Regions from separate parts of the Mus musculus genome. Here region 1 is linked to region 2. The links are chromatin contacts, called in public HiChIP or PLAC-seq maps. All regions are on one chromosome and are shown on one strand. Each heading gives the region's core, a stretch centred on a gene start, on an enhancer-like site or on the middle of the called end of the contact. The rest is flanking DNA. Distances are from core to core; before and after follow the strand shown.

The links. HiChIP or PLAC-seq counts read pairs in DNA pulled down with a chosen protein or histone mark.
Region 1: a contact with region 2 is called in an H3K27ac HiChIP or PLAC-seq map of embryonic stem cells, with 20 read pairs. The contact joins two enhancer-like sites. A contact is called at or near these places in 4 of 115 datasets of contacts at active chromatin or transcription factors (embryonic stem cells and microglia) and 2 of 9 other capture datasets (adipose tissue and liver).

What each region holds. Positions count from the first base shown.
Region 1 is chr2:71,344,789-71,350,017 of GRCm38.p6, reverse strand. The region is part of intron 2 of Slc25a12 (solute carrier family 25 (mitochondrial carrier, Aralar), member 12); the gene reads left to right. Among named protein-coding and RNA genes, the nearest start is that of Slc25a12, 20 kb to the left of the region's middle. Within about 2 kb of position 2,122, at least 11 of the 459 cell types and tissues checked have an H3K27ac peak or open chromatin away from gene starts, as enhancers often do. A contact at or near this core is called in embryonic stem cells, where this site is marked.
Region 2 is chr2:71,178,083-71,183,592 of GRCm38.p6, reverse strand. No RefSeq gene overlaps it. Among named protein-coding and RNA genes, the nearest start is that of Gm39576, 26 kb to the right of the region's middle. Within about 2 kb of position 2,597, at least 9 of the 459 cell types and tissues checked have an H3K27ac peak or open chromatin away from gene starts, as enhancers often do. A contact at or near this core is called in embryonic stem cells, where this site is marked.

The DNA.
Region 1 (5,229 bases), core at 873-3,372, 170 kb before region 2:
CTGTCTGTTCAGGCAACAGGCTTCCTGACATTGCCAAGTAATTGCCTCTAATGTAATGGGTTAATTAGTTCACTGCTTTCTGTGGAAGTCAAGAACTGACTCCTGCGGTTGAGAAGACTTAGGGTTCCCCCGCCCCCCCTCAGCTCCACACTCTATCTTTCAGTTAAAATCAAGTTAAAGCAGACTAGGAGAGTCAGAGGAAACCCTGGCAGAGTACCTGAGGGGGAGTTGTTCTCTGGCATCATTTATAACTGTAGGTACTGGCAAGGCCGGAGTCAGAGCATGTCAACAAAACCATTTGTTTTCCTCCTTGGCTTCTGTGTCCTTGGTAGCTTGTGCTAATGCTGCTGTTTCCTGGATTTTACAGTCAGAGGGGATCCTGGGGACTCTTTGGATCCCACCTACTTTCACTGTGTATTCAGGGCAGGCTTGTCCTGGTAGCTAGGCTCAGACACTGAAGAACACATACCTCTGGAAGGTAATTTGTTACTAAGAACCTGATGTGTTCTGTGTTTCCTCCCTGTTCTTAAGTAGCATAGGTTGAACATTGATTGCTATTCCTAAACATTGAGGCCTGAAATGCTTCAGAATGGAAGTTTGTTTTTTTCCAATTTTTAACTTTTTTCCCTCCCCTCTTTCCCTTTCTCCTGCTCCATCTGGCCCATAGATTCTTTATTATTTGTTTCTAATTATAGATGGTTGTGAGCCACCATGTGGTTGCTGGGATTTGAACTCATGACCTCCGGAAGAGCAATTGGTGCTCTTACCCACTAAGCCATCTCACCAGCCCAGAATGCAAGTTTTTGAGCATTGATTTGATAATAGGGGTAGCAAATTCTATACCTAATGTAATGGGCTGAGATCAAGACACAAGCACAGTGAAAAAAGGCATTAAAGTCACCTTCGGGCTGCTTACAGAAAGGTGTGTAGATTACTTTTTTCTTGCTGGGATAAAGCACTATGACTAAGGCAACTTCTACAAGAAATTTATTTGGGCTGACGGTTCCAGAGGAATGAGCCTGTCGTGGCAAGGAGGCAAGCAGCAGACATGGCTACAGGTGCCCGAAGCTGAGCGCTCACCTCTTCAAACACAAGCCGGAAGCAGAGAGGGAAATGGAGCTGATGGGAAGTTTTTAATTTTTTAATTTCTAAGTCCGCCTCCAGGGACACACAAGGCTATACCACCTAAACCTCCCCAGACAGCGACCAGCTAGGGACCAAGTGTCCAAATGCCCCAGGCTATGGGAACATTTTTCAGTCGAACCTTCAGAGTATGCATGAAACAGTGGGACTTTAGTTTTGGATACTTTAAGGGGCAGGTGTGGCGGTCTCTTTAGTGTCCCAGCACTAGAGAGAGGGGAGGCAAGAAGAATAGCTTTGCCGGGTATGGTGGCGCACACCTGTAATCCCAGCACTAGAGAGAGGAGAGGCAAGAAGAACAGCGTCTACTATATAGAGTTTGAGACCAGCCTAGACTACCTAAGACCCTGCCTTTTAAAAAAAAAAAAATCAAACAACCCAACAAAAATAACAGCAGTAAAAAGATTTCCCATTAGTATATGCAAATAATCTGAAATTAAAAATCCTTCTCTGAAGTGCGTAGTAAATAAAATACAGCACACGCTATCGCCAGCTAGGCACCGCTCGTGGTCTCAGTCTTGTCCCAGCCCGGTACTGAGCCCGAATGTTGTTCTTTGCCAAGGCCTCTCCAGATCTCCAAGATAGCTCTCTCCCCGCAGCTGGCTGCTGCCAAACCTGCTCAGCACTCCTAAATTTTCATGGCTAGCTGGGGCGCCGCACTCTTCCAAACCCACACTCTGCCGTGGTTACCTTTCCCTGGAGCTCAGTTGAATTGCCACGAGATGGAAAACACCAGACAATCTTAGTTTAGAACCAAACGAATAACACAATCACTGGGCACAGAATCTAGCATCCTAGCATTTACCAACTACTCTATGTTAGAAATCTTCCAGTGGTGGATTCTAGTGGACTCCGCCACCTGAACTAACAGCCCCCGGGCGACATCTTGGTTACCTGGCTTCCACCGTCCAAAAGGAAGTCCCCTACTCCTGCTTTCCCCTTTCCTCTCTTTGACCAGGAAGGTCCGCCTCCTTCTCGCCCAGTGATTGGCTTCTTCTTGTCTTTAACCAATTAGGGGAAAATTCCTCTGTTCTTGTCCTAGTCATTTTGGAGTCTGCATCCATCCGGAGTCTGCATCCATCCATCCATCCAATCACTTTTTCTATGTTTGTGAGTGTGGTGTATGGTGACTATGGAGTAGGGATAGGGGCACCTACAAGAACCAATGTACACCTTCTCTTGCTGAACCTGCAGGGAGACTGACAGTCAACAAGTTCCAGCAATCCTCCAGCCTCTGCCTCCCAAGTGCTATGGTTACAGAAATTTGCATGGTCACCCTTGGTCTTTTATGTGGGTACTAGGAATTTGAACTCGGGTCTCATGCTTGGGTAGCAAGCTCTCTTACACTCTGAGCCATCTCGGAAACTATATCCACTCCATCCACCCTCTCATTCTCTTGTTTCTTCCTTTTGTCTTTTATAAATAGGAAACGGGAACACACAGTTACATGCTTCTCTGTCCTGTGTCGTGTGTCATCGTCCTCCTGCCCACCCCCACTCCGACCACCCTTTTTGGTGGTGTTAGGTATCAAACCCAGGGCCTCCTCCACGGTGTGCAAATGCCGTACCTGTGAACCATACCCTCAGCCCACACTCTCTTCTTATTTCTTTCTCCAATTAGCCCCTCTCCCAGATAGGAACAAAGATTTTTCTCATTTCTGCAGCCGTCCACTCAGATTGAAATCAGATATGCTGTCTCCCTCCGCCCCACCTCCGCCCCACTCCTTTGGTCTTCATGACGCTCTGGCTTCGTTTTGGGCAGTCATGTTCCAGTAGCGGTGGTTGGCTTGCCAGCCTCCTTCAAGTCTGCTGTCAGATTTCTTTTGTATTGATGTCCCTTGCCACTTGCAGTAACCCCATGACTACTGTGGCCCTCTCTTTCCACCCCGGCCCGTCTTCATCAAACCTGTCCAGGGACTGAGGATTTAGCTCAGTTGGTAGAGTGCTCGCCCAGCTGGTCTCAGGTCCTGGTCTGATATCTAGCACTGCATGGTAGTCATCTATGCAGTCCCTGAACGGGGATGGGGTGGGGTGTGGTGGGGTGGGGTCGGGGGAGTAGGTGGGAATGGTTGGGGGATCAAGGTAGGAGGATGAGAAGTTCAAGGTCATAGAGAGTTTCAGGCCAGCCCAGGATATAGGGATCCTGTTTCAAAAACAAAAACAAACAAATATCTACATGTGTCCTATTATGCCAAATGCTGAAGAGCAAGGAAAGACATGTGTAACAAGAACTGCTAGAATATTCTTATTGTTATCAGCATCTAGAATTCAAGTACTGATAGTGCTAAATATCTCAAACAGTTTGTTCTTTTGTTAAGGTTGATTTTCATTATTTTATTAACTCTGTCTCCTGGAGCTAGACTTCCAGCCGTTTGTGAGTCACTGAACTCATCTGCTGCGAGAGCAGTGGGATGCTTTTATGGTGCTCCATTTCTCTAGCCCCGCTTTGCTTTTTTTGCTTTTGCTCCTTTGCTTATAGACCTGCTCTTTCAACATATCAAAGGCTCACTTTATCTTTATTGCACAGAAGCGTGCATGATCTAGAGTCCTAGGGAAAGAATGAGCCTGTCTAAGGACTAAGATGAGTGGGTTTGTAGTAGAGCCAGGATTAAAACACAAGCCGACTTCAGGACTGGCCTTTGAAGTCATGTGGTCAGGGCATGATGGCTCTGGACAGAGGTGCCTCTCCAGTGCTTTTGAGAGCGGCAGCTAGTGAAGAAGTCCAGCATTATTCTGAGTGCAAATATTGTTTATTTCAAGCTAGGTTGTACTTTTTTGGTTGGTTGCTTGAGACAGGATCTTGTTATATAGACCAGGCTGGCCTTGAACTAGGATGCACCTCCTGACTCTGCCTTACTTTCCCAGTGCTGGGGTTTCGGGTGTAGGCTGTCTGGCTTAAGACTGTATAAGCTATCTATCTATCTATCTATCTATCTATCTATCTATCCATCCATCCATCCATTTATTTTTATTTATTTATTTTTGGAGTCAGGGTTTCTCTGAGTACCCCTGGCTGTTCAGAAAGGACAGCTCTGTAGACCAGCCAGGCTGGCCTCAAACTCACAGAGATCCACCTGCCTCTGCCTCCCAAGTGTTGGGAAAAATGATATCGTTTCCTAAGAAATGGAACATGAAGGCAGAAGAGTGATGTCGGGCATATGGATATCTCAAGCTAGTGTGGCCAAGTGTGCATCCATCTGATGCGGAGTTGGCTTAGTTGAGAATTCCCAGTTGGAAGTAATTTTTCTCAGACCTCCATCCACTCTCTTCAAGTCACCCAGATATCTTAATCTGGTGTTTCTCTCTGGGAACTTTTAGGATTATCCTTTTTCTTTATTTTTCCTCCTGCTGTCCTGCAGTTTTATGGGGGAGAATAAGGCCTTGGTGAGATTTTTACATTAATTCTATCTATCTATCTATCTATCTATCTATCTGTCTGTCTGTCTGTCTGTCTGGTTATTTTGCCTGACACTTAATGAGCCTCTCTAGTATTCAGTTTGGGAAAGTCTCTGATCGTACATCTTTGTTAGTAAGGATGCCTGGTTAACCGCTCTGCACGGAGTCCTTGAAATGATAAGGAGTTTTTTGGATAAGCATATCTTAAAGCAATTGACATAAGAGGTAGAAGAATTTTTCTTTCTTTTCCAGTGACTAGGACTTGGAATAATGGAAGTCTTCTTTAGAATATGGTAATTTCATGTTTAATGGCAGCTATCTGTGTCACCCATAGCCCCACCTACTCTGACAGACTCTTGAAAAAAGGCTACATCTGGGCAGTGAGGTGTGTGCAAGTGTGAAAGCTCACCTACAGGCCTTGGCCTTACCTCCTCTTTCCTCAGTCTTTCTGTTACCTCTTATCTTACCAGTATCTTTACTTTTATTTACTTATTTTATTTTTCCAGAGCTATAGATTAAACTCAGCTGAGAAAGCTATATTCCCCAGCCCATGTAGTTTTATACTTACTTAGTGTGCGCATTTGTGTGTGTGTGTATGTGTGTGCAAGCATGTGTGTGCACTATGGCTTATGTGTAGAAGTCCGAGGATAGCTTTTAGGAATTGGTTCTTTCTGACTGTGTGATTCCCAGAAAT
Region 2 (5,510 bases), core at 1,348-3,847:
TGGGGACCCCTACCCCAGTGACCTGGTATGTCTGATCCCACTCACAGCTGATCTCCAGAACTGTCATTTTCATTGAATTGCTAACTATGCAAACCCTTGTTACTTGTTTTATGTTATAAATGATCACCATTTCCATTTTGCTTTCTCAAAGAATATGGAGGTTACATTTAAGAAAGCAACTGCCAGGGGCCAGAGAGATGACGCTTCCAGAGGATGGGTTCAAATCCCGGCACCCCCATGGCAGCTCACAACTGTCTGTGACTCCAGTTCCACGAGACGCAACACGCTCATACAGGCACACATGCAGGCAAAATATCAATGAACATAAAATTAAAAAATTAAAAATAAAAAATAAAAGCAATGACTACAGAGCAATTAAAAAAAGAGAAATGCTAAATTGACATTTTAAAACGATGCTAATGCAAGGACTGCTTGAAGGGAGAAGTCAGTTTGTCAATGTTTTTCTTTGAAAGGCCACCCTCTTCATCCATTCTCCCTTTGGCCCAACTCCAAGAAGGATCATGTTAGAAAATGTCTCCCAGTTGGCTAGGGTTGGGTATAGTACCCTCGTGTGTCTGTATTGCTATATACTTTTAACTCTTGAAAGGTTGTAGCATTGTTAAATCCTAAAACCAGGTCCAGAGAGAAACAGATAGACAGACAGAGGAAGAGAGAGACAGGCAGACAGACAGACAAATAGACATAGACAGAGACAACAGAGAGACAGATAGAGTCAGAGAGAGAGATTGAGAAAGAAAGAGAGACGGAAGAGAAACAGAGGTGTTTAATTTTGAGACAAGGTCTTACTGTGTAGCCCTGGAAATCTCTGTGTAGACAAAGTTGGTCTCTAACTTGCAGAGATCTACTTGCCTTGATCTCTTGGTACTGAGGTGTGTGCCATTATTTTAGATCCAAAGTTGTTTTTGTTGTTTTGGCTTTTTAAAACATATATACAAAGGCTAGAGGAGCTTATTGACTGCCCACGAAAATTCATGTAGTAGAATTTTAAGTAAACTGGCAGAAGTCAACAAAGATTTAAAGTCAAAGGGGTGGGGGGGACACATCCAAACTGCAGATGATGAGAACACTAAACTCTTAAAGTTTAACCTGAAGCTAAATATCAAACTTTTGTGGTTTTAAAAGCAAATTGCCTTGATCTTCTCTTTTCAAAATGTTAAAGAATCATAATTGTACATTTTGTGAGAAAATACATCTGTATGACAGCAGCTAACTCTTCCATTCCCCCAGCAAAAAGTCAGAACTATTTATTTCAGAAAGGTTAATCTTAAGTCAAGTCTCACTTTGTGCTTTAAAATAGTCTTAAGCGGGAACAGTCAGGCAAAGCCTCGGTCTGATTGGTTCAGCACCCTGGAAATTAATGTTATAGGTCAGGACATTCATCACAAAGTGAGTTTGCCCTGGCAGAGAACTGCGCGTGTCCTCCGCCCCCTTCAGGTCTTTAATTGATTGTTTTACAAGCTCACCTCAGTCTAATTGCTTTTAACCTTTTCCCCCTTCCCCCTCATAAACCTATAGATTAGTCTCAGCCAAGGAAATGCTGCCAATCGCTGTAAGTTAGTTATCCTCATCAGAAGCATCCGAGCGTGGGTACCAGAAGATGCAATGTCAAAAGCACCATTGTTAAAAGAATAATGTATCACGTTCATCTTGCTGAGAGAGGGGTTACATATTGGAGACCTATGTAAATAGAACCCATCTCTAAAATATTTTATCCATTCTATAAACATTTTTATTTATTCTTTCTTAGCCCTACAAATAAAAAGTACTTCGATTCTATCCCCTGCCGTCCTCTTTTCCTTTTCTCCCCCACCTCCCGCCCCTCCCCGCATTGCATTTTATTAAGTCACCTGTATGAACTTGGGTGGTAGATTATTTGCTTGAGCGAGAGCTTTCCCAGTGAGGACTGTGACTCCTCCCTGGCTAGCAACTATTAAGTGCCTATGATCTCCAGGAAGGTCAGAGGGCACGTGCCCTCCGTAGATTTCAGTGTTTGGAAGACGTTTGTTCAGATCCTTTGAACTGAATCTGCCTTGAGACCTTGCATTTTGGTGATGGATTCTGTAAGATAGAGTTGCCTCTCTGGAAAATCACTCTTGAATCCAGATTTCATTTCGTTCTTTTTTATCATCATCCCCACGGCCTAAGGATGTAGGAAGATCAGAGTCACCGCTGACCTCGAGTCAGTCACGGTCTGGAGAAAGGTTTACCTTGAGATCTGTGGAGCAGGGACAGGACCTGATGGCTTCTTAGAAAGAACCGCAGCTCCTCAGAAAGGTAGCGAAACCCAAAATCTAGCGAACGAGGGAAGCGTTCCGTTAAGTATTATCAAGAGATACTTTCCAACCTCAGGGAGCGCTCACGGAGTCTGCTGATTGACTCTGGTCCTGCGAACTCAGAAACCATCCAACCCCGGACCCAGGAAATTTGACCAAGTTGCGTTATGGTTCTGACATGCTGCAGTGAAATCCTTGGGACCTCCCAGGTGTGCCCTCCCCTCCCCCAGCTCTGCCTGCCCCTCACCCTTAGCGTTCTCATCTGGAAAAGCTCAGGGATTGTCAAAAGTATGCAGCATTCTTTCCAGCCAATGCCTGTGTGGGTTCCCAGTCTCCATTACTAAAATGGCTTACAAATCCTTCTGTCTTTGAGAAGTGTGGAATTTCCCACAAAGCAGGATTCCCCCCCCCCCCCCCCGGGCCTGAAAGTCATTCTCTTGGAACATCCTGGAAAAGGAGGCCCATGAGCAGACACAGGTGGTCTAATCATACTGACTTTGGCCAAGCCTCAGACCTGCCACTCCCTTCCCTCCCTTTGAACTCACCAAACGCCTGAGCCCAGATGTGATGGGGCAGAAGACTGAGCCAAGGTCAATCAGGCCCCGTCCTGCAGCAGTTGTTGAGGAGCTCAGTTTATGTTGGACACAAGCCAGACCTTTTTTTCACTGGTTTTCTTGCATGTGAATTTTACCTTTCCTTTTTTTCTTTTAAACAGCTTTTGAAAATGGTCTTAGGGAGGTGACGTGCACGAAACAAGCATGGTCTAACAACTTAAGATGGTGGAGGCAGGGGGATGAGAAAGGTTAGAGTTAGCCTCAGGTACATAGGGAATTTGAGGCCATCTTAGGATGCATAAATTCCTATTTCTAAAAGATAATGAACAAGCTAATAAAAAATTTAAGTAGTCTTGGATTGAAAATATATTCCAATGACAGAGCACTGGAAAGAGATATATTGTATTTATGTCTTTTGCATGTGCCCGTGTGTGTGTGTGTGTGTGTGTGTGTGTGTATGAGGGCCTTTTGGGGGTCAGGGGACACTGTGTGCAAATCTGGTTCTTTTCTTCTGTCACGTTCAATCTGTTCGTTCTGCGGACTGAACTCAGGCTGTCTGCAAGTGCCTTTACCCTCTGATGCATCTCAAGACTTCACGTAACATGTTTGCAGAAAAACAAGAAAACACAGACGCTAGAGGAGAAAGAAGATAGGGAAGGAGCAGGAGAGGAAGCTATGCCCATACCACCCGCACAGTTAGCCTGTCGCCTTCAGCGTCTCCTCCCAAGCTTAAACATTTACGGAAATAGGGCCATACCAGAAAGCAGGAGGGCTGGAGAGATGAAGGCTGCATGACGCCATTGCTTCCTCCCTCAGAGCATTGGGTCAGCAGGAATGTGAGTATCCTGAACATTAAATGAAGTGAAGTATTAATCAACGAGGGTTCGCATGCAGGAGACAACACTGAAGTCGACCATAAGAACTTTGTTTTAGACCAGTGGTTCTCACCTGTGAGTCTCCACCCCTTTGGGCGTTGAATGCCCTTTTACAGGGTAGCATCTCAGATATCCTGAATATCACATATTTACATTATGATTCACAACAGTATCAAAATTACAGTTGTGAAGTAGCAATGAAATAATGTTATGGTGGGGGGTCACTACAACATGAAGAACTGTATTAAAGGGCGGCGGCAGCCTTAGAAAGGTTGAGAACTATGACCACAAACACTTCTCAGGATAGGCTGAAAAAGGAAAGAAGCCACAATGAGTTCACACACAGGTACAAGAAGTGCTACTTGGTGGTCAGTTCTAACTCAAGCCATTTTAGACATAACAGTCCAGATGGACCTTTAACTTGATAGGTCCTAAATAAAGCTTTGTGGAATTTCTTAAGATTAACAAGCCTCATACAGAACATACAGAGCACAACAGGGGATATGGTCAGTATGACCTTGCTCTGAGTTAAGTTATTTTTGTGTCAATAACTGGCAGGCATATTACAGCAACGATATGAAATAGCTGGCAGGCATGGAACAAAATGGCTACAGCTAGGCTGGGAGCAGGGTGGTGCAGACCTCAACAATAGAAATGTCAAAGGACAGAGAAGTTCCATCCATCCTCCACCATTTTCCTTCTAGGTGGAGCTATTAAGCAGATCGCTCTTTGGATAGAGGACCACTCCTCCAGCTGGAAGCACTTGCTGCTATAGCTTTCTGCCAAGCCTTGTACTGTAGTGGGAACTTTGGTTTCTTTAAAAACACACGAGTGTTATGTGGATATGTTTTTGTTTTAAGTCCAGGCGTGGGATATGGGGCTGCTTCAGATTGTCCACAGCAGTTGATTATGATTTGTCCCGTGCTCTGGCAGGGGTGTGATTTTCCCAGCTGAAGATAGTGTACATTTGGAATTCTGGGGACTCTTCAGGACATATAAATACCAGAGCCATGAGAGAGGTGGCTGCTGCTCCCCTAGCTGCTGCAATTGGTTACCAAGTGGTCATGAGCAAAAAGACTTGAAGAAGAACTTGGATATCCTGATGATGAGGATCAACTTGCCCCCAAGGAATTCAATGCTTCTAATCGGCATGAAGTAGTCTAATGAGATTGACACCCTCTTTCCCCTCTGACCTTCTTTCTATCCTACCTGGTATTGGGGTGGGGGGAGGGTGGGGTTGGAAGGGTAGAGAAGGGTAGTAAGAAAAAGAACCCAATAAAGTAGCCAAAAGTCAAACTGTACATCTGCATTTTCATCTTGCTCCTGTTTGCAATCACATTATGACTGTAATGCAGTGTCCATAACCACTGAGGCTGTTGATGGCCTGGCCTCTCTCAGGTCAGGTTCTTGGAAAATAATCAATGGCAAGGACAGGCAAAATTACTATCTATTCACAATGGACAATAAGTTGGATGCAGAAGAGAAACTTCCAGGCCTAGGCCTGGGTATAGTTAAATACAGGGGTAAGGGAAATAGTTAAGGAGGAGTTTGGAATGAGCTCAAAAGAGCTTGAGCAAAAGGAAATAAACTTGGGCAACTTAGTAAGGTCTGTGTGTGTCTGTGTGTCCGTGTGTGTGTGTCCGTGTGTCCGTGTGTGTGTGTATGTGTGTGTGAGTCCTGATACTCTTTTTTTTTTTCTAACCATGTAGGAAGGGTATATAGGCCCATAGGATCTGACACACTCTTCTGGTCTCTACAGGCACTGTACTCACATTTACACATTTAAA